Linked DNA regions of Muntiacus reevesi: region 1 is linked to region 2. The links are chromatin contacts, called in public Hi-C maps. All regions are on one chromosome and are shown on one strand. The core of a region is the stretch at or near the end of the contact, and the rest is flanking DNA. Distances in the headings are between cores, read along the strand shown. Region 1 holds the start of BTBD10 (BTB domain containing 10). Region 2 holds the start of BMAL1 (basic helix-loop-helix ARNT like 1).

Region 1 (4,148 bases), core at 2-2,501, 180 kb before region 2:
CTTTCCTGGAGAATTCCATGGACAGAGGAGCCTGGAAAGCCACAATTCATGGGGTCCCAAAGAGTGGGACATGACTGGGAGACTAACACAACTATGACAGTAACCTGTTTCCCTTAGGTCTCTCATATGTAGGTGGCCTGAGATGTGGACGAGGATGTTCACTATTCTCTACTGTACAGTCAACTGCTCATCTCCATGAACACTCGTTTGAAAAAACATTTTGGTTATCACATGTAGGAGTTACGGAGTTTTATCTTCCCAACTAAAAGTGATTAACAGATTTTCAACAAAGTTCTTTCTGCAAAATCTGTTTTCATAGCAAATTACTCAAACCCGGTCCTCTCCCTCTTCGCTTCCTCTGGGGAACAAATGCTCCTCCCACTATTCTCAAAACTGGGGAACTCTTACCTATCCTTTAAGATTCAGCTCAAATGTCATTCCCTGGTGATTTCCTCAACATGGCAGGCCAAGTCGGTTCCTTCCTGTCACAGCTTATAACTTGGCCTTTACCACAGTGCAACAGGATTATCTGTTTCAGGGTGGGTCTCGCTCCCAGGGCCTGAGCTTTGAGATCGGAGACCTGTTTTCTTTTTTTCCATTTGTGTAGTCCAGCATGTGACAGACAGTAAAGATGAGTGACCGAAACCCTACGATTGGCAATCTTCTGCCGCTAGGAGTAGTATCCCATCCACGTTGCTATCGATGTTCCACAGAGGCCCAGCTGCACAAGTTCCAGCTGGTACACGGGTTCCCGCTTACCCACAGTTTAAAAACAAACAGCTGCGGATGATAGGAAATAGAGGATGACTCTGACGAAAACCGCTTTTCCTGAACTCAGACCGGCTAATAGTCGCCAGCTGAGCCGGCAGAGCGAGTTCAGAGTTCACCCAGTTGAGGAAAAGGCTTTCCTTGAGTAAACTCAGCGTCTTTAAGGTATTCCTCTAACTCTGGGACGTCCGCTTTTTTCTAACGGTAACAAGAAATCAAGAGAAAATGTGGTATTCAAAGATTTGGAGGTGACAGCTCGCAGCCGCTCAGGCTCGAGGATCGCAGTAGATTCCAAGCTGACGTCTGTGGACACAAGCGCTTCCCATTTTGTGGCACCCGCCCCGAGGCTGAACGCCCACCCCAGGCTGCCACTCCCTCAACCGCCAGCACCCTCTGCGCCCCGCCCAACTACTGGGCGGAGAGGCTCCATTCTCGCGACGACTCAGCTAATCTCGCCTCTTCGATCTGAGGGATCTCGCGAGAAGCAGCCTGGAGCCGGCCTGTAAACCTGCTGGGGCGGCTTTAGTAGCCGCAGCCGCTCGGGCGGCCGCAGCCACAGACACCTCTCTGGAGGAATCTAGTTGGGGAGGAAGCCGAGGTGTCGCTGGCCCTGGCCTGTGCCTGGACACTCAAAAGGGATTCCAGGTTCGAGGGTGACTGGACTCAGTTGGGGAACTCGCTGGGGGCGGCCCCGGAGCCTGGGCTTGGTGGGGGCGAAGGAGGAAGGGGGCGGAGGGCGAATCTGGGCTTGAGAGCTCAACTGCTGTGGCGGTGGTCTGGGCGTCCCAGATCCTGGTGGAGGACGGTGGGTGGGGTTCTGGGCTCCGGCCGCTGGCTCCCAGTTCGGAGAGGCAGTGAAGGGACGTGGGTTTTTCGGGGGTGCTGTTTTTGGGTTGGAAGTTCTGAGGCCTTTCCCCAGAGATGAAGGCAATACCCTCAACCCTCTTTCCCAGGGCAGGGGAACCCTGTGCCCCGCCCCTTTTCAGTCATTCTGGGTTAACGCCGCGACATCCTGAGGAGGGCGCATCACAATAGGGGCTAAGTTGGCCCCAGTGACTCGCTTTGGGTGAAGAGGAGTGAGACCCTAATAAGGTGTTGCGTGGTTTTATGTTGTAACGATATCACGTGCGGTAAAGCTTTGTTTTCCCAAAATTTGCACAGAAAAGCTGCTTTTTTTTTTTTTCTTCAGATACAAGTTTCTTTTTTTTTTTCTTTTTTTAGATACAAGTTTGACACTCTTTATCCTCTTGAATGGGGTGCAGGGAGGTTGGACATCACGTAGTAACTTGTTAGTGTGGGGGCAGTGTGACCATCTTTGGACTGCACAGATTTCCTGCTAATTTTTCTCCTTAGTACTTTGAGTCCGTGATGAGAAGTCACTAGTACAGTCATGGTTAGAGCATCAGTCTCTTGTCACTTTATGCATTTAGCATATACAGTTTATTTATTTTTTACTCTTTAAGAGCCTTCATGCTTTTTATTTAAATGAATATCAGAGAAAACAGTATATTGATTTTCTTTGTCCAACTGGTATCCCCACCCCCTTAAACAAATTTGATCAAGACTTTTTGGAGAGGGGATTATAGATAAATTTTGAATGAAATAGACTGTAGAAATTGGAATAAGAGATATAATAAAGAGTGCAACTGTAAGGGCCAAAAAAGTTTCTATACTGGAGAACCCATCCAGGACTGAAGCCCAGGCTTTGAAAGTGAGGACTGTAGTCATTAAAATACAAGGCAGAAAGCCATAAAAATAACTTGGGAGAGGATTTGATAGTGGATAAAGACTATTAAAAAAGTGTGTGAGAGAATTGTTTTTGAAGATGTATATGTGTTTTCATAAATTTCTCTAATATTTCCCAGAGTTTATGGCGTAACTGCTATTGTTATACATAAAGAGAAAAGTGGGAAGGGAGGTTCTGAAGCTTGGAGTGTGACAAGGAACTGGAGTAACATAAGTTCAATCAGGAAAGCTTTCAGTGTCTTGACAATGTTTTTGAATTTTCACCTTTCTTTTTACTCCTAGAAAAACTTTCAGGTGGGCTTTTTACATTTTGTATGTTACCTTTCCACCAGTCTGAATTTTTTTCTTTCTCAACCTTTCTTCTAAATCTTGTAAAAAACCTTTTTTATTATTAACTATGAAGTTGCAAACCGATACATCCTGCTTTGTGGTTTGATACATTAGGTGACTTGTTGAAGTGATCTGGAAAATATGCATCTTTCAGCAAACTTACATGCTTCAGATACTAGGCATATGAAAATAAAAATGAGTGAAATACACCAGAGAGTTTATGCCTCATGTAAGAGGAATATCTAGTTCTCAGGTTCATTTTAATTAGTGCAATAATGAATATGGGCCCAGTCTTCAACCTTCTCAAGAGAACACAGGGAATCTAAATTTTTGCTTGCCATTCTCCTGACTTTTAAAAATATTGACAACTACTTGAAACAGTTAAAAATAACTTCATGTGGCTCAACCAAACCAAATCTGTCAGTTATTGTATCCTGCTCTCTAGGTTTGGAGCTCTGTTATAAGTAAAAATTAATAATTGTACAACTAAAAAAGATTTTAAAGCAAGTATGCCAATTAGTTTGCAGTTTCAAAACTAGAAGTACTTGGGGGGAAAATGTCAGTTCTAATTGAAAGCAGTTAAGTTTAGTAGCCTTTAAATGTGGTTGGGCAAATTGAACTGATGCTTAGTAATATTTTAAATAATTTAAATTTTTAAATAGTTAAAAAGATATTTTCTTGTGTGGAAATAAGAGAAGGGAAAAACTCTCAGTATATTGGTTTACTAACTCAGGGTTCTGAGCAAAGCGGATTTGTAGGTTTCTTGAATTTATATATTAAGAAGCTTTTTATTGTACTTGTGATTAATACATAAAATCTTGGAGACTCATGTGTGGTCTTGAATGTTTATTGTTTCTACCATTGCTTGTTGTCTTCCCAGCCTCTGACTTTTATTGGAAGCAATATTGATTCCTGAAGGATGGGGTAGGGGGAAGGGGCACTGAGATGTGAAGAAATGGGAAGAGAAGAGCGTGAAGTGAAGCAGGCACTCAACGTACTTCTCTTTTACACTGTCTGTTACAAGATTGATTTAACTAGTTTTCTTGTAAGAAGAATAGGTACTTTGATTAAACACATGGTGCCTTGTACGTAGTAGAGCTTAATGATATTTGTGGAATTGAACCCTGTGGATTAAACCACATTTACCCATTAAAGGGAAGTACTTTAATCACATAATCTGATTCATACTTAGTTGGACTGTGGGGAATGGAAGTTTAGAGGTCAATTCTAAGAAAGAAGTGAACCTTAGACATATAGAGGGCAAGGTGAAGGTCTTCGGAGGGAGTAAGGTTGAGAAAAAAGTC
Region 2 (4,038 bases), core at 982-3,481:
CACAGCCATAAAAACCCAAGTCGGGCTGGAACCAGGAGATTCTAACTCTCAGGCTAGCACTCTTCCACCACCTCTGCTCTTTTCTCTCTACCTCTTTCTAAACCTTAGGGGTTAGAACAAGGTATACATTTAACTATAGTTTTAACCTATTTATATTATTCACCAGCTACATCTACAATCAAAACAAAAAAATACGTCTACAGATTCAGCTTTAGATATACAGGCAATTTCAAATCCTGCCCGGGAAATTTTAAAGCCTTCCAAATACGTTCAACAAAGTGCTTTAAAGACTTAGCAATAAAGTGAACTCAGTAATAGATCATGGAGTGAAAGACTGAACTTTGCATTAAGAAAACATTTTGGAGTTTCATTGATATGGAAATCGAATTTAACAGCAGTGATTTTTTTTTTTCTTCTTTTTTTAAGCCTTGCAAGCACGGAGAGCATGAGATTATTCAAAACTGCTCTGGAGCAGCAAAGATTATTTTAAGCTCATGATTCAACCAGCACATTAATTAAAAACTCTACCAACCCAAATTGACAGATCCTGATATCAATGGATAAGAAGAATTAAAATAATAGTTGTCACATAAAAATAGATTAAAAGAGGGAACAGCAGCGGATGTCAGAAGGACAAATGACAAGCAATTGTTGTGGGAAACTAGATGCAACTAATGGGCAGCTTTTATGGATTTTTTTTTTTTTAAACGAAGATCCTGGAAATACACGTACAGTCAAGAAACGCTTCTTTGAATCTTGTTTCTGGAAGCTAAGTGATAAAACTTGGCTAATAATTCCTTGCCGAGGAGTAGCTATGCAAGCAGGGAGAAGAGACCACTACCGCGAAAAGAAACAAAACAAGGCTAGGTGATCGGAAGGGGCCAAAGCAGAGGAGGGAACAGGGGACTGAGAAACGTGAGTTGAGGGGGCACAGCCTGGTACTCCACCGGCCAGCACCAACTTGACAACAGACGCCTCTGGCCAGTACAACCTTTCCTTTCCCCGCGTCTGCCCTCGGCTCTGCAGCCGGCTCCCACGACCCCTCGGGGTGACTGACTCGAGCCCCACCAGGTCTGCATTAATTTCTATTCTTCCACTTATTCCTCCGAGCAAACGAGAGCTCTCTAGGCTGTCAACGCCCGACAGTCGCGAGCGGGAAGCTTTTTCTGTGACATCTGTCAAATCCGGTGCTAAAGCCTGCCTCGCTGCGCCGTCCGCGGGTCTCCAGGACTCCAGGGCGGCCGGCGGACCCACACCTGGGCGCCGGGTGACATTCCCCCTGTCGTGGAGCACCTGCTCGCAGACCCAGGGGATCTTCCTCGGGCTGCCCAGGACCCAGACGGCGCAGGCCGGACCGAAGTTCGCATACTGGGGTCGGCCGCATCCCCGGGCCGGGAATACCCAGGTGCAGCCCCAGCACCCGTGAAAGGGCCAAAGGGGTAGAGGGTGGCTCGGACTCCCCAAGCCCGACGTAGACGCCCTCCCCGCCCCCACCCACCCCTGCAGGCTCCCGAAAGGAAAGTAGAAGGGAGAAGGAGGAAGGGCAGAAGCCGCATCTCTAGCCCAACGCCCTTGGAGCGCAGCCGTCAAGGATGGTCCCCTCGGGGGTCCCTGAACCTTCCGGGGATACATCCTAGGACTAGCCCTCAGCCGGGTCACTGATCCCAAAGGGTGGAGCTGTCCCTTTAAGAGGCAGCTGGCTGCTCCTGCCACCACCACCACCACCACCCCCACCCCACCCCCCGCTTCAGGTAGCGATGCCCGCGGAGGGGAGACGGGTATTTCCGCGGACCCTTTCCCGGTCCCTTTAAGGGTGCCTTCGGCACCTCTGCCCGTTCTAGTCCGCAGCGCCAGCCCCCGCGAGGGAGGATGGGGGCGGACAAGCGCGGCGCCTTTAAGGGGCGCAGCCTCCCCGCGGCCCGGGTGGGGGCAGGGAGCGGGCACGGGCCCTTTAAGGCCGGCAGCGGGCACGTCGGGCAGGGCTCCCCGGCGGCCGGGCTGCGCCCCGGGCGGCGGCGGGGGCTTTGAGCCTACCAGGGTGCTAACGGCCCCGACGGGGTGCCCGCGGCCGCACCGCTGGCTGCGGCCAGCCCGACACTCACCGTGGCTCGCCGGGAGCGCCCGCGCCCGCGCCCCCACTCGGATCCCGCGGCGGCGGCGGCGGTGAGTCCGGCGCGGGTAAACAGGCACCTCAGTCCCTGACCTACTTTCTGCCTTCCCTAAATGTCGCACCACTAACCTACTTTCCGACCAATCCGCTCCCCGCCGGCCCAGGCCCGGCCCCCCGCCCACCAATCGCTGTGCCCAACCCCCCTTCCCCGCCCACCAATGGAGGAGTCGCGGAGCCCGGATACCTGCCTCTTCCCTCCAACCAATCCTAGCGCCCGAAGAGAGACGGTCTCGGCGGCTGCCCCCGGCCAATCCGCGCGCGGCTCGGCGGCCTGATAGCCAGTCGTGTGGCAGCAAGAGAGGCCGCTGACCAATGGCGAGGCAGCGAGGGCCGGTTTACCTGCTACTTTCCCGCCACCAATCGCTTGGCGCACAGAAGCACACGCCCCAAGGAGAGGACCAATGGACGCGTTTTCCCTGGATTTCCTCGCCCGTCCTCTCTCTATCCCCTGCTCTCCCGTTAGCCTTGGCCACTGCGGGTCCAGACGCCGCACTCTTTGCAGTCGCCTGGGATGTCCTTCTCTAGGTTCCTGACTTGCTTCTGGGTCACGGCTCTCACTCCTCCTCCTTGCCCTTTTTCACTCGGGGCATCCTGACTAAAGCAACATTTCCTCGTTCCCCTACCTCCAACTCCATCTAGGAAACCAGTTTTAGGAACATAGAGTGCCAGACCCTTCCCAAAACATCCTGGTTTGCCAAAGTCCAAACGAAGAAGAAATACTTGGTATTTCTAGAAGGTTTTCCCATTCAAGTGTTCTTACGTTCTTTTCGTTCGTCCTGACCTCCAAGCATCCGATTGGAGCTGTCTTTTTTGTTCAAAAGAGAAAACTCTAGCCTGGAGCGATTCCAGTGCTTTTCCTTTCAGTGGCCGCACTACTGTGTGGCAGACAACTTCCCAGTGGCTGTTTCTACCGTAGAAAAGCTGTCCAAGGACTGAGACGGAAGGAAACAAATAGTTGTAGAAAACAAACGTTTCGTAACAAGATACAACTTGAGTACTGAGAGGACAAAGAATCTTATTTTTGCATCTCAAGCCCTTAACAGAGGGCCTTTAACACAAAGAGTTCCCTACCCTTTTAGATGTTAAACTCCCTAAATGAAGGGACCTCATCTTCTTTTTTGTTATAGTCACCCTCTCACCTTTAGCACCTAGCTGTGAGTGAGATGGAGGGATGGGGGAAGTGCCTGATTCCTAGCATGTTTGTTGACTGCATATGGCAACAAATTAGCTCAATCTTGTGACCCAGACTACTCTCTAAGACACTAGATTTCTTGCCTTGTTCATCGAACACAGAAACTGCATTTTAAATATTGTAAAACCGTAGCCTGTCCTCAGTTCACTGCCAGGCATATGGTGGTTGTCCAGTATATGCTTATGGTCTGAATGGTGACCATTTGCAAGGTTAACCAACTTCATCAGTGCCTTACTACTTTTCTGAAGTTTAACTGCAGGTGGAATTTGATTGCTGTTTACTTTCTCTCTGCCCTGATTTCATGAGGTGACCACACTATGTAAGTGGGATTTTAGCAATATACTTAACAAGATGTTGTGGACATGATGAGGAACTATAAATCTAGATTCTAATGTAATTAGTTGGATAAGAAACTTGTTAAGTAACCATTACCTAAAGATGCTGATTAATGAACCCTTGTCCACCTGAAGGAAGAGTGGGGGTGTAGACATTTGTGACACATCTACTGTGTGCTAAGCGCTTTCCCTGTATCCTCCCTCTTAATGAGGAAACTGAAACTCAGCGTTTAACCAGCTGACCCAAGGCCATGCAGTAGGTGGATCCATAGAAGTCTGACATGTAAAGCAAGACGGGGTTATAGTGCCCAGTGGTGGTCATTACGCATGTGGAGTATCAT

What was found. Hi-C and Micro-C count contacts between places; a contact is called where the count stands out from the background.
Region 1: a contact with region 2 is called in a Hi-C map of muscle, with 4 times the contacts expected there. The contact joins the promoter of BTBD10 here to the promoter of BMAL1 in region 2. A contact is called at or near these places in 2 of 3 Hi-C or Micro-C datasets (blood and muscle).

The regions. Positions count from the first base shown.
Region 1 is chr9:53,045,035-53,049,182 of mMunRee1.1, reverse strand. BTBD10 (BTB domain containing 10) reads left to right here and starts at 1,251. Exons shown (of 8, transcript XM_065943843.1): 1 at 1,251-1,413.
Region 2 is chr9:52,867,557-52,871,594 of mMunRee1.1, reverse strand. It overlaps BMAL1 (basic helix-loop-helix ARNT like 1), which reads right to left and starts at 2,231. Exons shown (of 20, transcript XM_065943839.1): 1 at 2,103-2,231.